Linked DNA regions of Mus musculus: regions 2, 3, 4, 5, 6 and 7 are each linked to region 1. The links are chromatin contacts, called in public HiChIP or PLAC-seq and promoter capture Hi-C maps. All regions are on one chromosome and are shown on one strand. Each heading gives the region's core, a stretch centred on a gene start, on an enhancer-like site or on the middle of the called end of the contact. The rest is flanking DNA. Distances are from core to core; before and after follow the strand shown. Region 1 holds the start of Efnb2 (ephrin B2). Region 2 has its middle 430 kb from the start of Gm17215. Region 3 has its middle 580 kb from the start of Gm17215. Region 4 has its middle 540 kb from the start of Gm24288. Region 5 has its middle 91 kb from the start of Gm17215. Region 6 has its middle 490 kb from the start of Gm17215. Region 7 has its middle 72 kb from the start of Gm17215.

The links. Promoter capture Hi-C pulls out the DNA fragments that hold promoters and counts their contacts. HiChIP or PLAC-seq counts read pairs in DNA pulled down with a chosen protein or histone mark.
Region 2: an H3K4me3 HiChIP or PLAC-seq map of neural tube shows a contact between it and region 1, with 10 times the contacts expected there. The contact joins the enhancer-like site here to the promoter of Efnb2 in region 1. A contact is called at or near these places in 8 of 39 promoter capture datasets (the 3T3-L1 cell line, 3T3-L1-derived adipocytes, cranial neural crest and 5 more), 1 of 484 Hi-C or Micro-C datasets (cranial neural crest), 8 of 115 datasets of contacts at active chromatin or transcription factors (SST interneurons, astrocytes, embryonic forebrain and 5 more) and 3 of 9 other capture datasets (adipose tissue, embryonic stem cells and liver).
Region 3: a contact with region 1 is called in an H3K4me3 HiChIP or PLAC-seq map of embryonic limb bud, with 10 times the contacts expected there. The contact joins the enhancer-like site here to the promoter of Efnb2 in region 1. A contact is called at or near these places in 5 of 39 promoter capture datasets (the 3T3-L1 cell line, cranial neural crest, hippocampal neurons and 2 more), 5 of 484 Hi-C or Micro-C datasets (the C2C12 cell line, cardiomyocytes, cerebral cortex and 2 more), 6 of 115 datasets of contacts at active chromatin or transcription factors (the NIH/3T3 cell line, embryonic forebrain, embryonic limb bud and 3 more) and 1 of 9 other capture datasets (embryonic stem cells).
Region 4: a contact with region 1 is called in a promoter capture Hi-C map of hippocampal neurons, with 9 times the contacts expected there. The contact joins the enhancer-like site here to the promoter of Efnb2 in region 1. A contact is called at or near these places in 10 of 39 promoter capture datasets (the 3T3-L1 cell line, 3T3-L1-derived adipocytes, cranial neural crest and 5 more), 1 of 484 Hi-C or Micro-C datasets (reprogramming fibroblasts) and 3 of 115 datasets of contacts at active chromatin or transcription factors (embryonic forebrain, large pre-B cells and neural tube).
Region 5: an H3K4me3 HiChIP or PLAC-seq map of craniofacial prominence shows a contact between it and region 1, with 10 times the contacts expected there. The contact joins the enhancer-like site here to the promoter of Efnb2 in region 1. A contact is called at or near these places in 7 of 39 promoter capture datasets (cranial neural crest, frontonasal cranial neural crest, hippocampal neurons and 4 more), 8 of 115 datasets of contacts at active chromatin or transcription factors (craniofacial prominence, embryonic forebrain, embryonic limb bud and 2 more) and 1 of 9 other capture datasets (embryonic stem cells).
Region 6: a contact with region 1 is called in an H3K4me3 HiChIP or PLAC-seq map of embryonic forebrain, with 11 times the contacts expected there. The contact joins the enhancer-like site here to the promoter of Efnb2 in region 1. A contact is called at or near these places in 9 of 39 promoter capture datasets (the 3T3-L1 cell line, 3T3-L1-derived adipocytes, cranial neural crest and 4 more), 2 of 484 Hi-C or Micro-C datasets (cerebellar granule neurons and myocytes), 7 of 115 datasets of contacts at active chromatin or transcription factors (SST interneurons, astrocytes, cardiomyocytes and 4 more) and 1 of 9 other capture datasets (embryonic stem cells).
Region 7: a contact with region 1 is called in an H3K4me3 HiChIP or PLAC-seq map of embryonic limb bud, with 7 times the contacts expected there. The contact joins the enhancer-like site here to the promoter of Efnb2 in region 1. A contact is called at or near these places in 9 of 39 promoter capture datasets (the 3T3-L1 cell line, 3T3-L1-derived adipocytes, cranial neural crest and 5 more), 1 of 484 Hi-C or Micro-C datasets (neural progenitor cells), 8 of 115 datasets of contacts at active chromatin or transcription factors (craniofacial prominence, embryonic forebrain, embryonic limb bud and 4 more) and 1 of 9 other capture datasets (embryonic stem cells).

The regions. Positions count from the first base shown.
Region 1 is chr8:8,659,958-8,662,657 of GRCm38.p6, forward strand. Efnb2 (ephrin B2) reads right to left here and starts at 1,285. Exons shown (of 5, transcript NM_010111.6): 1 at 527-1,285. The coding sequence starts at 657.
Region 2 is chr8:6,953,092-6,955,791 of GRCm38.p6, forward strand. No RefSeq gene overlaps it. Among named protein-coding and RNA genes, the nearest start is that of Gm17215, 430 kb to the right of the region's middle. Within about 2 kb of position 1,335, at least 5 of the 459 cell types and tissues checked have an H3K27ac peak or open chromatin away from gene starts, as enhancers often do. A contact at or near this core is called in neural tube and second pharyngeal arch cranial neural crest, where this site is marked.
Region 3 is chr8:6,801,768-6,804,467 of GRCm38.p6, forward strand. No RefSeq gene overlaps it. Among named protein-coding and RNA genes, the nearest start is that of Gm17215, 580 kb to the right of the region's middle. Within about 2 kb of position 1,359, at least 3 of the 459 cell types and tissues checked have an H3K27ac peak or open chromatin away from gene starts, as enhancers often do. A contact at or near this core is called in embryonic limb bud, where this site is marked.
Region 4 is chr8:6,762,208-6,764,907 of GRCm38.p6, forward strand. No RefSeq gene overlaps it. Among named protein-coding and RNA genes, the nearest start is that of Gm24288, 540 kb to the left of the region's middle. Within about 2 kb of position 1,319, at least 5 of the 459 cell types and tissues checked have an H3K27ac peak or open chromatin away from gene starts, as enhancers often do.
Region 5 is chr8:7,288,497-7,291,196 of GRCm38.p6, forward strand. No RefSeq gene overlaps it. Among named protein-coding and RNA genes, the nearest start is that of Gm17215, 91 kb to the right of the region's middle. Within about 2 kb of position 1,410, at least 5 of the 459 cell types and tissues checked have an H3K27ac peak or open chromatin away from gene starts, as enhancers often do. A contact at or near this core is called in craniofacial prominence, embryonic limb bud and second pharyngeal arch cranial neural crest, where this site is marked.
Region 6 is chr8:6,890,260-6,892,959 of GRCm38.p6, forward strand. No RefSeq gene overlaps it. Among named protein-coding and RNA genes, the nearest start is that of Gm17215, 490 kb to the right of the region's middle. Within about 2 kb of position 1,427, at least 1 of the 459 cell types and tissues checked has an H3K27ac peak or open chromatin away from gene starts, as enhancers often do.
Region 7 is chr8:7,308,004-7,310,703 of GRCm38.p6, forward strand. No RefSeq gene overlaps it. Among named protein-coding and RNA genes, the nearest start is that of Gm17215, 72 kb to the right of the region's middle. Within about 2 kb of position 1,353, at least 4 of the 459 cell types and tissues checked have an H3K27ac peak or open chromatin away from gene starts, as enhancers often do. A contact at or near this core is called in embryonic limb bud, where this site is marked.

The DNA.
Region 1 (2,700 bases), core at 35-2,534:
GCACATTCGGGCTAGCAAGAAGGCGCCGAGGTATCCCGGCTCAGGGACGCCCCGGGCCCAGCTCCCTTCCTCTAAGGGACGCTCCACCACCCCAGACTCTCAGTTCTTGTCGCCTTCTCGCTGGGCCCCGGCCCGTGGCTCCCGCGCTCCTCGCAAGCGCAGCATCTCTCGGAGCCCGCCAATGTGTGTCTGTAGCCCCGTTAGTGGCAACGTCCTCCGTCCTCGAAAAAGAAAGGAGGCCGGGTAGCGCCATCAGACACCTTACCGGGCATGCCACCAAGTCGCCAGGGCTTTGGGACTCCTAGAGCACTTGAGGTTGGAGCCTAATTAGAGTACCCTTGGAACCCGCGCTCTCAAGATCAACCGGTCCCCACCTAGAGAAATGTGGAAGGGTGGGGGATAGGGGACAGGAGCCCCAGGTTCTAGAAACAGGGTCCAAGGCCTCCTCCCGCCCGGACCATACAGCGTACCCCGGGCGCCGGCCGAGGGCACCGCGGAAGAGAGAAGGCTCGTGGACACCACTTACTTGGAGTTCGAGGAATTCCAGTAGATAGGCTCTAAAACTATCGATCTGGAGATCGCAGTTCTGCACAAAACCATCAAAAGTCCCCAACAGTACTTCCACACAGAGTCCCTCCTGGACCGGGCCATGGCCATGCCCAAGCCGCTCCCAGTTCTGCGCACTCCGGGACGCGTTGGGACCGGCCGCGGGCAGCGACCCCCAATCCTCCGGGGCGGACACGCCGCGCCGCTCCCGCGGTCGCCGAGGCCAGGTGCGCTCACCCTGCGCGTCCCTCAGCGCGCGGGGTGGGGTCGAACGCGCGGGGCGCGGCGGCTCGGCGGACTCGGGGCTCCGGGGCGCTGCGCCGGACGCAGCTGGGACAGTCGGCTCCCGTGCGGCTCCAGGGTGCCGGGCCAGCCGCGGAGGGCGGGCGCGGCGAGGGCACTGGGCCGGGACAAAGGCCCGCAGCGGAGAGACGAGTCGGTGTGAGGCGGCGGGTGCTGCTCCCCGAGAGGGGCCGCCTGACTATAGATCCAGGACAGCGGGCAGTGGCCCGGGCAAGCGAGCGCCGCGTCGGCGCGGTTCCATGTCCTGGAGCGCAGAGATAAAGGGCGCCTCCTGAATCCTCGCAACTCGCGGCCACTAAGCAGTCAGGAGAGCACTGGAACCCCCGCAGGCGTCTGACGCGCGCGGGCCTTTGTGTGCGGGGAGGGCGCCAGGACCCGCTCTGCGCGCAGCTCCGCGATCCGACCGGTGCCTCTGTCCCCGCCGCGGAGAGTCAGCGCGCCGGGCGCGCTGTCAGAGCACTATAAACGCGGGGCCCCGCCCAGTCAAACGCAGCCCATTGGCTCGCCGCGCCGCGAGCGCGCGCTGATTGGGCAGCATTCCCGTCAGTCTGCCGCCCCCTACCCGACACTGGGCACCCAGAGGTAGGGCGCCCCTGACAGGTGAGCCCCGCCCCCAGGACGAGCCCCGCTGGGCGCCGGGCACAGGGTTGGTCGCCTCTTAGCCACTCGCACCAGCAGGGTCACCTCGCCCGGCAAGTGCCTGTGCTGGCGAGTGCCCTCGCTAGGATAGGGCGAGACGTGGTGGACGCAGCGTTCCGCCTTGTGGCGCTCGCTCCCTGCCGCCCCTCGCGCGTATGGCGCCCTGGTACTTGGCGGATCCCTCTGAGCCATTAACTGAGGGCCTTCTAACTTGATTCTGGCACCAAGTGTTCCGGCCCGGTCCGACGCAACTCAAATCAGACTCTCACGAGGCTGAGAGCCTTAGCAGCCCACCGGCAGTGCGAGCCAGTCTGCCGCCCTTCCCGACCCCGAGACCCAACTCCGTGCGCCCGCTCCCTTTCCGGTCCTCTCCCCGCAAGAACAGCGCCTCCAAAGCTCCACTACCAACGTCTGGGAGGACTTTTCTTCACTAGCTCCCGGGACACCCCGCGACCCCACAGTGGCCAGGAAGTTAGGTGTGACCCGGACAACTATCAGTCAGAGAAGTGGCAGTTGTGATACTCGGTTGCTTGCCCAAGACCGATTTTGAAAAACTGAACCACGGCTGTGACTTCTACGGATCCACAGCGCCCACTAGCGCCCACTTTTGCCTCTCCGTACTTCAGAACAAGCCTACCGGTTACAGGATCAAATCTTAAGGATCCAGATATTCCCAAGTCGAAAACCACTTGCTTAAGATGCCCGTTATCAGAGAGAACAAAGTAGGTGGAAGGCACAGTCCCATGTACAGCCCATGGCCCAGCAAAAATTAACCACGTCTCTTCTTACAATGCTGTCCATCAATACCAGAACTTCTTCAAATGGAACTAAGCAGTTTCCACACCGATATCTTTAAAAACAAGCCCCATGATTTAGTTACTAACTACTCCCAACACCCCCCCCGCCCCCTTCATCCTTCTTTAAAACAAATTTCGAGCTTTAAAAAGTGTTGACTTTCAAAAACCTTAATGTAAGTTAGTGTATACTGCAACTACGAATTGGTTTGGAAAAACTCGTTTAAGACCAAAACACAATGTATTGAACACACCAAAATACAGCTTTAAGAAACCCTTTTCTGTAATTACTATTTTTAACTATGCCTGCAATATGATTGTGGGTGGGGAGATGGGATTCACGCTAGGTTAAACAAGGGTTACACACACACACACACACACACACACACACACACACACACACACACACACACACACA
Region 2 (2,700 bases), core at 85-2,584, 1.7 Mb before region 1:
AAGAAAACATACCCTTGCTACCATCTCTGAAGAGTAAGTGAGTGAACTTTGAGTCAGTAAGGTTGTTCAAGTTGCATGCATTACTATAATCTGTATATGCATTTGAAGCATGAAAGCCAAATGACAACATGACACCAACAACTTTATAGATTTTATGTTCTTACTCTACACATTATTAAGTAACAAATGGAGGAATTTTATTTTAAATTTTTCCCAGTGAGCTATCAGGCCTGATATTTTGTTTATCCATTCTCACTGTAAATTGATGGCAGATCTCTAATTATGTAAATCTTTAATTTTAACCAAATGGAAATATTAAGGAGAACAATTCAGGACAATGGTAAGAAAAAGAAAGACATCAGCTACTGCATTTGGAAGAATTAGTCTTTGCTGACCAGATTAATGAGAAAAGTTTATAGAAAGTAAAAAATTATAACAAAGATGGATAACAAATTCACACCAGGAACCCATGGATGTTTCATTAAATAGAGGCTCTCCTCACACCTGACAGCTTCAGTTCAATATCCATAAACAATATAGTGACAAAGTAAATTCTGTATGCTATCTTCTGAAATCTTTACATAAAATGTGGCATGCACAGAATTCCTCAAACACACAAATAAACAAAAATTAGTAAAAAAAAAAATAATGCCATCTTTAAAGCATTCAAACCACTATTTAAAAATTAAGAAAACCAACGTTTGTTAAGTATAATGAAAATGCTTTGTCAGACATGCATATTTCCTAGTATTTCTTCAAAAGAAAAGCATATGTGAAAAATGCAGGCTGGCTTTATTTTATATCCATTGATCATTAAATTACTCATGCCATACAAAGGAACCTGCCAAGTATTTTAGTTGAGCTGAATGGGTAACAGATTTTTGCTTTATTGCATTGCTTTCTACCATTTCTTGTCTTAAAATATGGTAAATATATTCATTTTAAATTAATTTAGTGAATTGATATTTAGGTAATGTACACATATATCTGTACACACACCCACATACCCACACACACCCACACCCACACACACACACACACACACACAAACAAATATGCACATTGAATATTTTTGAAAGGATTCAAAACATTATTTGAAGTTGATCTTTCTATCCCTACTTTCTGAATCAGGAAGTTCTAACAATTAGTAAAATAAACAGGAAAATTGGGCACCCTGTAATGTATGAATATCGAAAATGTATCAAGATAGCGATAAAAATAGTTTCAAGGAGGGGAATGTTAGACAGCATTTCCATTAGCCAGAGTAAGGGTTAACCTAGGGAGAAAATCAGCATGAGCTCCATCCACATCTCTAACAGATGAAGCATCTGCTTCTGATGAAAGGCTTACAGCTGTGATCAATTTCAGCAGTTGCCTCAATTCGCAGACTTAGGCACATAGTAAAGACCGGATAAAAGGATTCCGAAATGCGTTGTTCTCTCTGATCATTAATCGCTTGTTTAGTCATGAAGATTTTTGATATTTTACTACTGGTTTTTCACATACTGTCCTTTAACTTCTTGCAAGCACAGGGGGGAAATGTTAAGTGAGCACAAAGCAGCATTTTACTTTTTTTCTCTATTGTCTGAGAGCAACGTCACCAGGTTCAAGTATTCAGTTCTCTACCATTCATTTCAAATAACAGTTTACATCTAAACAATAAGTTTAGATGTAAACACTACTAAATAATGTAACTTATGGAAATTTCCACAAATGATTATTGTATATTGTTGAATTTGATGAACTTATTATCAAATGTGATATATGTACTTATCTTTGTGTTTTTTCATTCATCAACCTGCCTGCTCTATTCTGACTTCTCTTCCTCATATTCTTCCTTCTGGTTCTTATTCCTTTTTCAACTAATCTTTAAGAGTGTCTTTATCCTACAAGGTAATTGATGAATTTCTCTCCCACATTTTGTACATGTAGAAATACATGTGTGTGACAAAATAATTGATCTCTTTTTCTTTTAAAGTTTAAACATTTGAATACATGTAACAATATTTGGTATACACTAAAAATATGGTACTGAAATTGAGAATTAATTGCTAGACAAGATAAAAATCACATTAAAAAAAGAGCAACTGATGTTATGATCCTGTCTAAGCTTAGTAAATTTTGCTTAACTAACACAAAAAAAATAAAAAGTCCTTGTTGATCTTTAATGCATAAAGAGTTATGCTAAGTTGCAAATAAATACCAAGGGGACTTATTTTAGGTTTGTTTCTAAGGTGAAACAGGGTACTACGTGCCAACATGTGTTTAATCTATTATATAATTTTATTACTATCTATTTTACCATCCCTTCCGAAAATGTTTCTAGCACAAAATTTGGAGGAGAACACTAAATAAAAGTCATTTAGAGCAAATGCTGAAAGTATAAAGCTTTGGTAGAATCATGTGACAGCTATCCCAGTTATGAGCGGTGATAGTTCAAATCACAGTTGTTAAAACTTTAAAAGATTTTTACAAGGATTTTAAAATGAAAGAATTCCATATGTTCTAGTGATCCCATGGAACTGATAAAAATCATTGCTATCAATGAAAATAAAGAGCCAATCTGGAAAATCACCACCCCAATGTGGAAAATTACATGTATCAAATTCATGTATGAGGTACAGGCTTCCATGATCCTTCGGGCTCAGGGATGATGTGTTTCTTGGTGGGATTTATTTCATAGGAAAGCGTAAGAAAAGA
Region 3 (2,700 bases), core at 109-2,608, 1.9 Mb before region 1:
GTGTATGTGATGCAGCACTGAGAAGATGTAGCCAGGAACAGAACACAGGTAAGTATAAGAAGAGATAAACATTAACTTTATGGCTGTGTTAATCTTAGTCTTACCACAGCACGCGCTACATATGATGGTGTTATAGTTTAGGGGTGAGGGATCATGCTACTGTTGTTTTTTAAGTGGACATGCTGTCAACTTCCTTTCAATTATTTACTTATGAACAGTGGGATGGTTCAGATTGTAAAAGATGCTTCTTGCAAAAACCTGACCACCTTAGTTTGGTCTTTTGAATCCATGTAAAGGTGGAAAGAAGGAAATGACTTCACCTAGTTTTCCTCTATATCCACATGTATATCATGGCATCTATGTATCTATGTATCTATGTATCTATATATCTATGTAACTATGTATCTATGTATCTATATACATGTATGTATGTATGTATGTATGTATGTATGTATGTATCTATCTATCTATCTATCTATCTTTATATCTCTCAATATATATCTCCCACATGCATTAGAGCTCCCCATAAATACACATGAACATACAATAACAATATGTTTAACAAAAAATTTGTATGGCTATAACCACAGTCTTGTGTCACTCTTAGCCTGAAGTATAGAAGCTCTTTATCAGAGGGTAATAGATGTTTCACATTAGAGGTTCTAGTCTCTAGCAGTAGCAGTTCTGTATAATGGGCAGCCAAACTGTTCTGTAATCTGTTAAAACTTCAAGTTATGAGTTAAGGGCCATGCCTGTCATCTTAGCACATTGTGGGCTGAATCAGAAGGACTGAAGCACAATCAAGGTCAGGCAAGACTATGTAATACCCGAGGCAGCCAGAACTATGTGGAAAGGTGTGATATCTAAAATAATTGGGGTGTGTGTGTGTCATAAATTATGTTTTTTAAAAGGCTTTTAAATGAGCTTGTCTAGAGCACAAAGGGAAACAGAAAGAAAAGAGACTCTAGTAAAGTGTCCAGAAGTGATATGTCATAAACAATTACAAATACCACACTGTTGGTCAATGAGGCTGGAGAGACAGGTGCTAAAATGAGCACTAATTTTACTAAAAATAATAGGTGGTTTTCACTACTGTTTTCTAATACACATGTTTAGAACCCGGCATTACGTCCTCTCTGCAATATATTCATAACACGGGGGATTAATAGGAAAAGCAACAGAGGCTGGAGCCGAGGAAAGTTTCATCATGTTTTATATTATTATTTCAACTCTGAATCCAAATAACCAATGCTAACTTCATATGAGGATCGAACAGCAGTAGGAAACTGAAGGAAGACAGGGACTGAGGTAAAAACATTTTGTTTCTGTAATGCTTTTCCTTCGCTGCATTATGGGATCAGATCAATCAGGCAGACATCCAGCCTCTAGGTCTAATGGGAACTATGGTCCACACTCACAATGAGCTGTTGTTAGATGTTAAGACTATGGGCAATTCCACGCCACTTTCCACTCCACTGTACCCAAACATAGCATTGCTGAGCAAACTGTAACAGGAGGATGTGGAATTCAAATTCCCACACCAACTCTCCTCACAAATAAAAATCTGTTTCTTATTAGAAATTTACAGCTAATGTATTTTGCAGAGTCCCCCTGTTCTGAGGTTATTCACACCTGGAATGTAATTCTGAACTACCCAAAGAGAAGCATAACTTTATCCACTCATAAAACACTCAGACTTCAAGACCTCCAAATTTAACTCCTAATAATATTTTAAAAGTCTATTTTTTTCTTTTATTCCTCCCTCTTGTTCTCTTCTTCTGTCATTCCTTTTCTCACTCCCTCCCTCTCCCTCCCTCTGTCCCTCCTCCCCTCCTCACTCTCTCTCTCTTTCCTCCTTGTTTACTTACTAATTTCCCTCTTTTCCCTTTTATTGTAATGGCAAAGAGTTTGACAAGTGGTGTGCAGTACAGTACACTAACCTTGTAGTACATATTGTGAGCATGACTTCTCCATGAATAAATTATTAAATAGACTCAGCTAGTTACTTTATATACAGAAACTTATGTGATAAATTTAAACTTAGAAACTTCTTCAGAATAAAATGGCAAAAGAAAATTTCTTGTAGGTATCTTAGTTCTTGTGAACATTTCAATAGGATGAAATATGCTTTAAAACTGAAACTGGAATATATTTCTTATTTAAGATATGTTTAAGCCAAAGCATAACCATTATTTCTTGCTTTAACATTTGGTGAGGTAAAGTTTTTTTCTCTACTTGGATGGTAAAGTGTTATCTAAAGTGGACTCCATTCATGAAGTTAGTAAGGTAACATAAGTTAGCCCTTGTTAAACCCATCTATATCTATGTCCAACTTTACCAAATAGTAGTGTGATCTTAGGCAAATTAAACAGCCATTCTACATTTTGTGTTGGAATCTCATGTCAAAATAGACTTAGTACACTATCATTTTTATGAGTTAATTTTTTGTGTCCATAGATATTACATTAACAAACCAGTAAAACTTTTTACAGCTTTCTTTTTTTTTCTTTTTTTTAAAAGACATTTTAAATTGAATAGGAATGAATGATGGAGATTTGTGGTACATATAATGTATCCATATCTCTATTCACATGCTTATCTACAGAGTTTGTAGAATATTTAAATCAAAAGATTTATGGATTTGTGGCTATATTCTTTAGAGAGAAGAGTTATGAGCTATGCTTTGAACACAGATATAAA
Region 4 (2,700 bases), core at 69-2,568, 1.9 Mb before region 1:
GACCCTATGAGAGTGGGTTAAACATACTGACAGGCACAGTTCGCACACATCTTTCATTTGTTCAGCAAATTCTTATTTTCATATCACTAATTAAATATTAAGTGTCTAACTACTGGTGTTGAGCCTATGGCATAGATGCTCTTTTTTATTATTTCTTTCATTATGAGTAATAAACCAGCCTTACTAAATCTGAGTCCTACATTAAGTGAACTAATAAAAATAGAACCCTAAGAAGAGGGCCAAGCTTGAGCTGTAATGCTTGCTGTACATCGACCCCTGCAGATACCAGCTCTCCTCCGAACAGTACTAAATGTTCTTCTTTTGTGTGCTATGGAGATGTTTAGTCACCTCAGTATGAGTAGAGAACAAGAAATGCTTTTTTTTTCTTTTTATAATCGCTTTACAGCATAGAGTCTTCACTTGAGAATAGGTCTATAACATAAACTGTGTAACACACAAAAATATTTGTTTCACCTACGACTATAGCAATGCTTGGGTAAGCAATGTAGTTGTGTCTGTGCAGATGTGTGAGCAGGTGCACTCAGCCATGCATCCAGGTGGAGATGCTAGAAGTCACTGCAGGGTATCTCCTTCGTCTTCACCAACTTATTCCTGAAGACAGACACTTACTAAACCTCGATTATTGAGTGGCCATCAAGCCCCTGAGTTCTGTCTATCTTTGTGTCCCAGGATGAGAATTGATGCCACTGTGATGTCTGTCTGTTACATGGGTTTGGGATCAAACTCAAGTCCTCATTCTTACATGATATTACTTTATCCAATCAGCCATTTGCCTACACCTTAATATTACAGCATCCTTAGGAAAAAGTTAAAGTTTTCCATCATTAATTGATGACAAGTTAATCTTGCATAGATTATGAATGTTCAGTTTATATAGTACAAAGTCTTTTCTTCTCAAAGCTCAATAGAAAAATAAATTAATACATAGCTAATAAAAAAGTATTAGTTCCATTAATATTTGTCTTAAATATTTTTAAAACTAATAAGATGTATTAACGTCCAGCTCAATAAATCCTTACTATAATAGGTAGTTACATTTTTCAAAAATATAAATTTTCAAATTAAGAAGAAAAATCATATATGTTATAGAAATGAAGACTAAAATAACCTATACCTATTTGTTAATGTCTCATGAGCTCAGATGTCCTTAAAATTGGAGATTCTGAATGTTATCTACAACTTGAATGTAAATAAATAAAATTATTAACAAAAGAACAAAGACACCCCTCCCAAGCGAAAGTTACCCATGCCACCAATGGTTTGATGTTAGATCTGAACATTGTTTCAAGACATCTGTTAAGAACAGGAAACCACAGGATCCAAGTCCTAGATCAACGCTAACGTCAGACTGCCAGGGGCATGCTAGGTACTGAGGGGAGAATTGATGATGAGCTGTTCTCTTTCTTTGCAAGGAGCAATGATATTCTGAATAACAGTCCAATTTTAATTGAGGCTTTTGTGATAATTTCCACTTCGTCTAAAATATGCTATGGAAAATTGGAGCTTTGTAGTGAATCAAGGGCACTGCTCAATGTTGAATGTTCTCAGTGAAATCACCATGTGAATTGTTCAAGCACCTTTGCCAGAGCTTCATAATTCCTAGTTTGTTTCCCAGGGATATTTTTACTTAACCAGTGACATCAAATATAACATAGAAATTATCTAAGTAGATGAACATTATTTCTGTCCCAATACATTTGGAAATAATGTCCCAAATTATATAGGCTTGTGCTCTATCAATGTGTATGAATGGCTTTGATCGATAATTAAAGATATTCACAAGATATTCTCTTTTTCACCAATAATTGTTTAACTCTATTTCAATGGGGAAATTGCATTAATATCAATGCCATTTTCCCACAGAGAACATTATTTTAAGGTTATTTTTTTCTCTTCAAGAAGACATTCTTTAGAGGGTGGTAGTTGACACAATGTAACTATATCATCTGTTACCTTCTGGAAACCCCTGTTGTCCTTTAATCCTCATTACTAATCTTCTTCAGCATATATTTCAAGTGGTTTACTTGTTTCTTCATTCATTTAGACTCAGTAGTTTCCTTTGGTTTTACTCAATGTATCATCCATTCTATAGTTTTCCTATTTGTGCTTGTTCAAGAGTTTTAAGTTTAGTCCTTGTCTAGAATGACAAGCCTGGAGAGAGGATACATGATGGTAATATTTAATCTTATCCTTTTTTTTATATTTACATTTAAACAATGTATCCCCTTATTTCCCACAATCTCTACCACCCTTTTCTCTTTGAATCTAGAAGAAAGAATATGTTACTCACTATGGTATAAAATTTAATAGTGAAACAACTGGTTACAAAAGCAAATAAACTTTACACACTATGGTAATAGGGTATGCCTTATTTTTTTTTAAAGTTGTTAAAATGTATCAGTGAAGATGCTATGTGTTAAAAGAATGTTTGTTTTTGTTAATGCTATTCATCTCAATGTTCATAGACTTGACTTAAGGTCACTGAATATCAAACTTTCAGTTCTAACTCACTGAGTGAGGTGACCCAGATCCAGAACAACATATTCTGCATGCTTTTTTATATATAGATACTAGGTTCCAGTATTTAGATTTGTATGTTTAACTTGGAGTACCTATAGAAGACTGGAGTAGAGAGAGAGAGAAAGAGAGAGAGAGAGAGAGAGAGAGAGAGAGAGAGAG
Region 5 (2,700 bases), core at 160-2,659, 1.4 Mb before region 1:
AATAAAAGTGCATAGTAACGATTTTCAAAGAAAAGAGAGAAACAAGATACTCTGCCAATATATCCATTTCTCAATTTAAGAATAAGGAAAGAAAATGTGTTTGGAATGTTACAGGATTATTCAAAAATGTTGTTTCCACTTCAGGTCAACATTGCTTTATTGCCTGTATGTGACACCAACACGTAACTGCTTTACCCTCACTTCTGTCAGCAGCTGAATGTGTCTTCCAATGTTTCTCTTGCCATTTCTACAACACAGGAAAGAACTTCAAACCATTCTTTTTGAAGAAGACAATTTATTGACATTCACTTCAAGATACTAGACACAATTTACTTGGTACAAAGATGATTATTTAAGTGAAACAAAAGTTGTTTTTTGTATTTTTTTATCTTATAGTATTGTTTCTGTGAATGATGTCACAAAAATAACAATAGAAGACTAATAGATGAACTGCATCTCTCTAGATTAAACAAGACTGCAATTGAATGTTTAATTAAAGACAAAGTGGTAATAAGGACATATTTCCAGAGATTCAATCAAATTGTAATACACACACGATCTAGTAAATAAGCCATCATACAATAATTAAAATTTCTAAATAATTAGCTATTGTAATAAGTGCATAGTTAAGCTGATTTAATATTGCTGGGTTCCCCGACCACGTATTTCCATAAAATATTGGTTGCAATACACTTAGCATTGTTGATGGCATCTATTCCTTCATTTCCAAATATTGAGGGGAAGAAGGACAGTCTATGTATACCGAAAGATAACAAATACCCATTTTTTTAAGATCTTCACTAAAATGGCATTGCAGAATTTGACACGGCACTAAGTTTTGTGTTTAGGGGTAACGAGTTTAAAAAACATCTGGAGATGCTGAAATAACCTGCATCCATTTATGTTATTTAGGCTGTAAAATCATATTCAATCTTGACCCACTCAGGAAACGTAACATAAGCGTCCTGCTGATTTTGACAGTCATACAGCAAAAACACCCTCTAATGAGCATTTAATAGTCACCAAAAGTTTTGCATTAAGTACAAAGCCCTTTTGATTACTTATCCCACTAATTTAAAGTAAATGCTTTTACAGATGGCATCTGTTAGGCCGCAGAACGTGCACTGCATTCATATGTCGTCATTGAAAATAGATTCCAGCTTTTCTGAGGAGATTGTAGCGAAAAGATCAAACATGAAACAGGGAGTAAACACTTGCCAGGGAAGTATTTTCTTTAAGTCTTTTCGTAAATACTTATCCAATAAGAGAGAACAATGCTTAGTCTCTGAGAACTAATTGAGAAATACCTTGACAAATTAACACCTACAACCAAATGACCTAGACAAGAGACACAGCTCTGAATCCCACCTCTCATTTTCCTGAGTGTGGAACCATATAATATTTCAGTCTCCTTCAAACTGTATTATGTTACACACATGAAAAATGCCATGAAATGCTTTCAGATGGTAACACAGATCAGGAAAATAACAATGACACATTACAAAGATAAACAATAGAAGGCCAAAGTCTGCCTTACAGGCTAATGAACCGAACTTGAAGGAATGAAATTCCCTGGTATTTAATTAAGAGTTTCAGTGAGTTTCTTTAAATGTTAAAATACAGTATAACAAAGGACTAATATCAACTTTACTATGCTGTGGAATAACCAAATTTTATTTATATGTAAAAAATATTATACCCAATGAGAAAATAAAAAAAAATTGTCCAGTTATCTGAGTTACTTGTGACTGCTCTGTGAAGGCATGTGATAAGACTCTCTTGAACTTCCTATCTCCTCATGAACATGATGGGATATAATAAAAGCCTAAGTAGATTCCCTATATGATAGTTTCTGCTTGGAAATAAAACAAAACTAGCTATTTGCATATGCAAGAGATTGAATTATTTTTAAGTTTAGAAGTATGTAATACAACTGCCAAACCTGACATTACTGTATTGGATATAGTACATAAGCCTCTGCATATGATTTTGTTTTTAACAATGTACTGAGGATGAATGGTGAGATAATTTTATTTGGAAACACGTTTTTTAGTATTTTATTTGCTAAAGTTAAAAAAAAAGTCTTGACTCATTGGCTGCTGTGTCAATGGAGCGAGGGTTGTCAAACTCCCTAGCATCACATTTTAGTAGGTCTCTTTTGTCACAGATTTTAGAATTCGTAGCAGCATGTCACTTTTACTCTCTTAATGACAGTGCACTCTCCAACCACATTTGGAACAAGAAAGAAATAATTGTCTCCAAATATGCCCAAATTTCCCTTGCAAGGGACAAAAGGAAGTTCTCGGTTGACAAGCAATGATACAAACAAATCTAATTAAAATATTAGAATATTATATTAGCAAGTTGTGTTATGTTTAAGAATCTGAGGGAAGTTAGAAATTGGTATGAGCACATTCCACAGTTAAATGAATGAATGATTTGTGATATAACTCATTAAACAAAAAAATCTTCATGAACGTCATTTAGTTTTCTGTATTGTCAACACAAGGTGCACTTAAGTACATATACACTGAAGTAATGTGTACATGTAATGGCAAGGACATGAAAGAATGTACTGTGAAATGTAATAATTGTTTGAATGTAAACTACATTTTTTTAATGATACATGAATCAATTAATCTAAATTTAGCTACCGTGTCCCACTAACTTAAATGTCTCCAAGTTCTTATTCTATGGGTT
Region 6 (2,700 bases), core at 177-2,676, 1.8 Mb before region 1:
AATTCACCTATATAGACAGAGCCACAGATGTGCAAACATTGTATCCCCATTCATCCATTGTCCAAAATCTTTGTATTTGGAAAATTGGTAGACTGCTTCCAAAATAAATACCTTGTCACTTGTGACTGATTTCAGTGTTATAGGGTACAAACAAGATCATCAATCTGAATCAGGTTAACTGGGCCATGAAATGAGGCTGGCATGAGATTGCAAGAGTATATTCATAGTCCATCCAGGGACAGCATTCCCTCTCTGATGAAGAAATTAAAATCATAGTAGGCTTTCCAAATGCAGTACTTAAGTTCCTATGGATGACTAGTTTTCAGTATTAAATTGTTAATGCTTCTTTCATTCTCTGCACTATGTTCTTTTCATGTTTTTTCAGATAGGCTTACACACTTTTGTAGCCCTCAGCTCTGCAGTATGAGACTTCAAACCTTCTTCCAGCCTCCACAACACTGTGCTACTTTCATTGTTCAGTTTGAGTGCATATATATTTTTATTTTTTTGTCCGTAGCTCTGCTGATTTTTTACACTCTTTTCCTTAACATTCCCAGTCAAAATCAACAATGTAAGAAGGGATTTCTTAATGCATCCCCATGGTGTGTCATTGCTTGAGTTAGAATATTAAAATGGAAATTCAGCAAATACATAGCATTTACCACAAATGAAGCCAGTAAATCACTGGTTCCCATTACTTGATATGGTATTCTAATTTATGGCTGTTTGGTAAATATTTCTAAATTTAAAGAAGATATCTTGCAAAGTTTGAGGTTGGGTGAAGTACTTGTGATATGCATCAGTGCTTAAGTGATTTAGCTCAGTCGTCACTGTACTAAATCCACCATGTTTGTAAAAGGGACTGCTACATTTTCCCAAAAGATATGCCTGCTCGTGTTTCTTGAGTTCTCCAAAAATAACATCAAAACTAATACAAAGATCTGTTTGGGTAAAACAAAAAATTGTGAATAGGTGTGCTTAATTCAAAATTCTATAATTTTGAATAAATGATAAAAACATTAATATGAAGGCACCATGTAGCATCTAATATAGAAGAGGCAATCACATCATTTACCACAAATGTACAGAAATATAAACAGATACTAACTGAATATGCTTTTTTTTTGTTGTTATTTTTGAGACAGGGTTTCTCTGTGTAATCCTGGCTATCCTGGAGCTCACTCTGTAGACCAGGCTGGCCTTGAACTAAGAGATCTGCTTGCCTCTGCCTCCCAAGTGCTGAGATTAAAGGCATGTACTACCACTGCCCAGCTTGAATATGCCTTTTTAAAGACTAGGAAATCATGAAGTTCAGAGATTTCTCTGCATGCAAGTAAGCATGCTGGAAAGGGGCCACCAGCTCCTACCATAAGGCATTGATTTGCAGCTTCCTGTTGCACTTGAAGTTGGAGGGAGGCCAGAAGGACACCAGGAGAGGAGCAAGAAGTGGTTGGAGGAGAGGGAGAAACAGAAACCAGCAGTTGGGATGAGGTGAGTGACTGCCTTTTCGCAGTAGTCAGAAGATGAAATCTTTCATACCAAAGTGGTTTAGGCTGTCTGAAACTAATGACATGGGGTGGCAAGGAATTTCTCTGCTGGTATAATGATATTTTGAAAAAAAAAATCAATGGAAAGTGGATACAAACAACTGGTTTCATTATTAAAAGCCTGTCTTTTGGCCTGATACAATCATTTTCTCTAAGAGCAGGAAAGATTGTCACTTCCTGCAAAGCAGACATGGAGAGGGTTCAAAAAAAAAAAAAATTCAGCCAAAAGAAAAAAAAAAAATCACATGCCCTTCCCACATTCATCAGTGTCACTCCTGTCACTTTCTCAGGCTTTCCCACACACATCAACACACACACAACACACACACACACACACACACACACACACACACACACACACACTCACGCACACACACACACACACACACGCACACACTCTCACGCACACACATACACACACACACTCACGCACACACTGACACTACAATGAATCAGAGGTGGCTTGAGACACAGTGCTAACCCAGCTACTTTTATTCACTTTGATTTTTAATGATTTCTATTAGATCCATTCCCAGGTCTAAATGTGTATCAACAGAGTAATTCACTTGTTTCTTTTTTTTTTTTCAGAATAAATCAAGGTACTGCCCTCAAGGAAAATTTATTTCTCACAGAATTTAAAAGTATAAAATGCTCAGATGAATCTCAAAATTATATTCAACTGTAAATTTCAGGATGATGTGACACAAATAAAAAATGATCTTGACACTGATGTTCAATTTTCTCATTAGTTAGCTAGCCAATATATGTTTTCATTGACATAAGAGTTAAGAGGAGATAATGTTAGGTCAATTAAAATCAAATTAATAAGGAATTAAATTTTGAACTAAATTTAGTTTTTAAGACTCTGTTACTCTAAGAAAGTTTTAATAGTCTTTTGTACTTTTATGTGATTTTTTTTTTTTTAAGATTTATTTATTTATTATATGTAAGTACACTGTAGCTGTCTTCAGACACTCCAGAAGAGGGCGTCAGATCTTGTTACGGATGGTTGTGAGCCACCATGTGGTTGCTGGGATTTGAACTCTAGACCTTTGGAAGAACAGTCAGGTGCTCTTACCCACTGAGCCATCTCACCAGCCCCCTTTTATGTGATTTAAGTGGAATATAAAGCAATAAATTTTCTTTAGGTATT
Region 7 (2,700 bases), core at 103-2,602, 1.4 Mb before region 1:
ACCCTTATTTTTTGAGATAATAATTACATAATTTTCTGCTTCCATTTCCTTCCTAAAAAGCCTTTCCATATACACACCCTAAAGCTCTGACAATTGTATGGATTCTTTTTCATTAATTATTTTTCATATATACATATTTATGAACATACATACATGTAGATACATTTATATACACATTCATAAATGCATAGAGTTTGTTTCTTAATTTATCTAGAGTAGATTAAAATGTGGTGATCCATACCTCTGGAGATTGAAGCAGGAAAATATCAATTAATTTAAGGGATATATAGTGTGTACCAAGCCAGCCAGGGCTACCTAACATGAATCTGTTACAAAAGTATAAAGCAAATAGATTAATTTGACTGTATATGTCTAGATGTGGTTCTATGGAGTGATAACATGGATTAGTGTTATTTATTTTTCAGTTTGAGTTTATAGGTTCAAAGTACTGAAAAAGGAGCCAGCCTTTCAGATCAGGTTTTTTGAACGTCAATGTTCCCTGTACATAGTCTGAATTGGAGTTTCCAAACAAGAGCCATCTCTATAAGATGAAAACGAGATCACAGGCATCACCATACCTCACAGAATTTAGACATTGCCTATTTCCACCCCCAGCCCTGTTAATCTCCCTCTTTTCTACTTACACAGGTCTTTCAGATGTCAAGCCTAGTTTTAAACAATGTCCTCTATATGTGAAAATGTTTTAATATAAAAATATTAGGGGTTGCTGGACAGATGACTCAGCTGTTAACAACATGTTCTGAATGACCACAACAGGTGACTCAAAAGCTCCTGCAACTCTAACTCCAAGTGTATCTCACTCCTATAACCTCATCAGGTACCCTACTACAAATATACAGAACTACACACAGATATGCATAAATTTAAAAAAACTGTAAAAAGATCTATTAGGAATAAAGGATGGTCTTATAATTCTAGAAAACATTATAATTTCTACTGAGTTCTGAGGTCATACTGATGTATAGAAGAAAGCATATCTGTTATTTTGTATTTCAATTAGTTAAAATTAACATGTTATCTAAGGGCCTCATCAACAAGGAAAATATCCAATAACATACATTATACTTGATATTTATGTTTACTTTTCAAAGACAATTTATTGATATTAATATTGTCATCTAATATCATACATTTCATACACTCATATTAGTAGCTACATTCTATATAAGCATCTGTCTTCATGGAACATATCACCCATATATGCTCACTGCTTTTGCTATAATAGCGGATCACCAAAGTTATGTCATTAGCAGTCTATGATTTATGAAGAATTACTCATGGAAACTGCTTCAGCTACCTGGTATTTAGGGTTTGTACTGTTAATTAAAGCCATATGCTATTTTGCTGTGCTGAGCAGGGAATGCCTGGTACTGGAACTGCTGTAGCTGACTTAGCTGAATAGCATTCCATGCATGAGGAGAATAGACCTCATTTGGTTTGTGTCCAAGAAGTGATGTTCTTCATGTGTAGATAAAGTCACTGAGCCTTGTCAGAGAAACATATGTTGAGTTCTTTCTTCCAGAAGAGGGCAAGGAGTTTCTCTCCTCAACCCACGCTCTCATTCTGGCATCCTTATGCTTAATGGCAGTTGGCTCTGTAGCTAGTTGGGGTTAGGGAGCACTTGAAATTCATCAAGCAGCATAAAGCTAAGGAGTCCTTGCAGTAGTTGGATCTATGAACCTGGCCTTGTCAGCACCATGGTCTAAGGGTGTTATGCCCACAGGTCACTGCATTTGTTCATCAAGCAGCAGGAGTGCTGGTAAAGGGGAAGGCAAAGGCCTCGAGGTTCAGAATTGTGGCTTTTATTTCAAATACTTTATTCTCAGACTACCCCAGGAACAAGTTGTGTGACTTATCAGGCTAAACCATCAGGGTGATGAGTAAAATGTTCTGCCTTGTAAATTTGTCAAAAAGTAGGTTAGTTCTGCAGCACATAGGCAGACTACAGAATCTCTCTTACCTGCAACACATTTATTGTATCCTGCAGATATAATAGGTAGTACATATTTATTATATCTTCATGTGATATAGTCCTTTACTATATCAGAAGCAGTTCAACACAGCAATACTGATAAAATTTTCAAATTTCATTTAATTATAGATTTCTAATCATGAAAACAAAACCCTCTTCTGCAATTTTATAGGAAATGTAGCCAGGATATAATGGTGTCCTGTTAATGTTAAGCATCATTGATATAGAGAAGTGAGGTTTTATGTGATGTGGGATGATGTAGTTTCTGTCAAATTTTGGACAATTTTACAAATGTAGGTAACGTGAAAATGAACATTTGACAATTGATTTTCAAGTGTAAGACAGAATAATGTAGAAGCTATTCACTTAGACTCCTCAAAGGCATCATTTGGATTTTGATTTAATTACGACTAGAATTCAATGAAGAATAAAGACCCATTTAGTACACCTTCTACTGTGATAATTTGACCCCTATTTACTAGGTATAATTATTATTACTCCATAGACAAGATATGATTTAGAATTTGAAAATGTCATGCTATAAATTACTTCCATGTATATCAAGATTATTTATTGTTCATGAACATTGAGGTTATTTAACTTACATGTACCAGAAATTTTAAAATCAAATCTTCATTTACTAATATAAGGCTACTCATATACTTGTGGTATGCACTAGCTAAATAAACAAAACTCACCTGCTCATT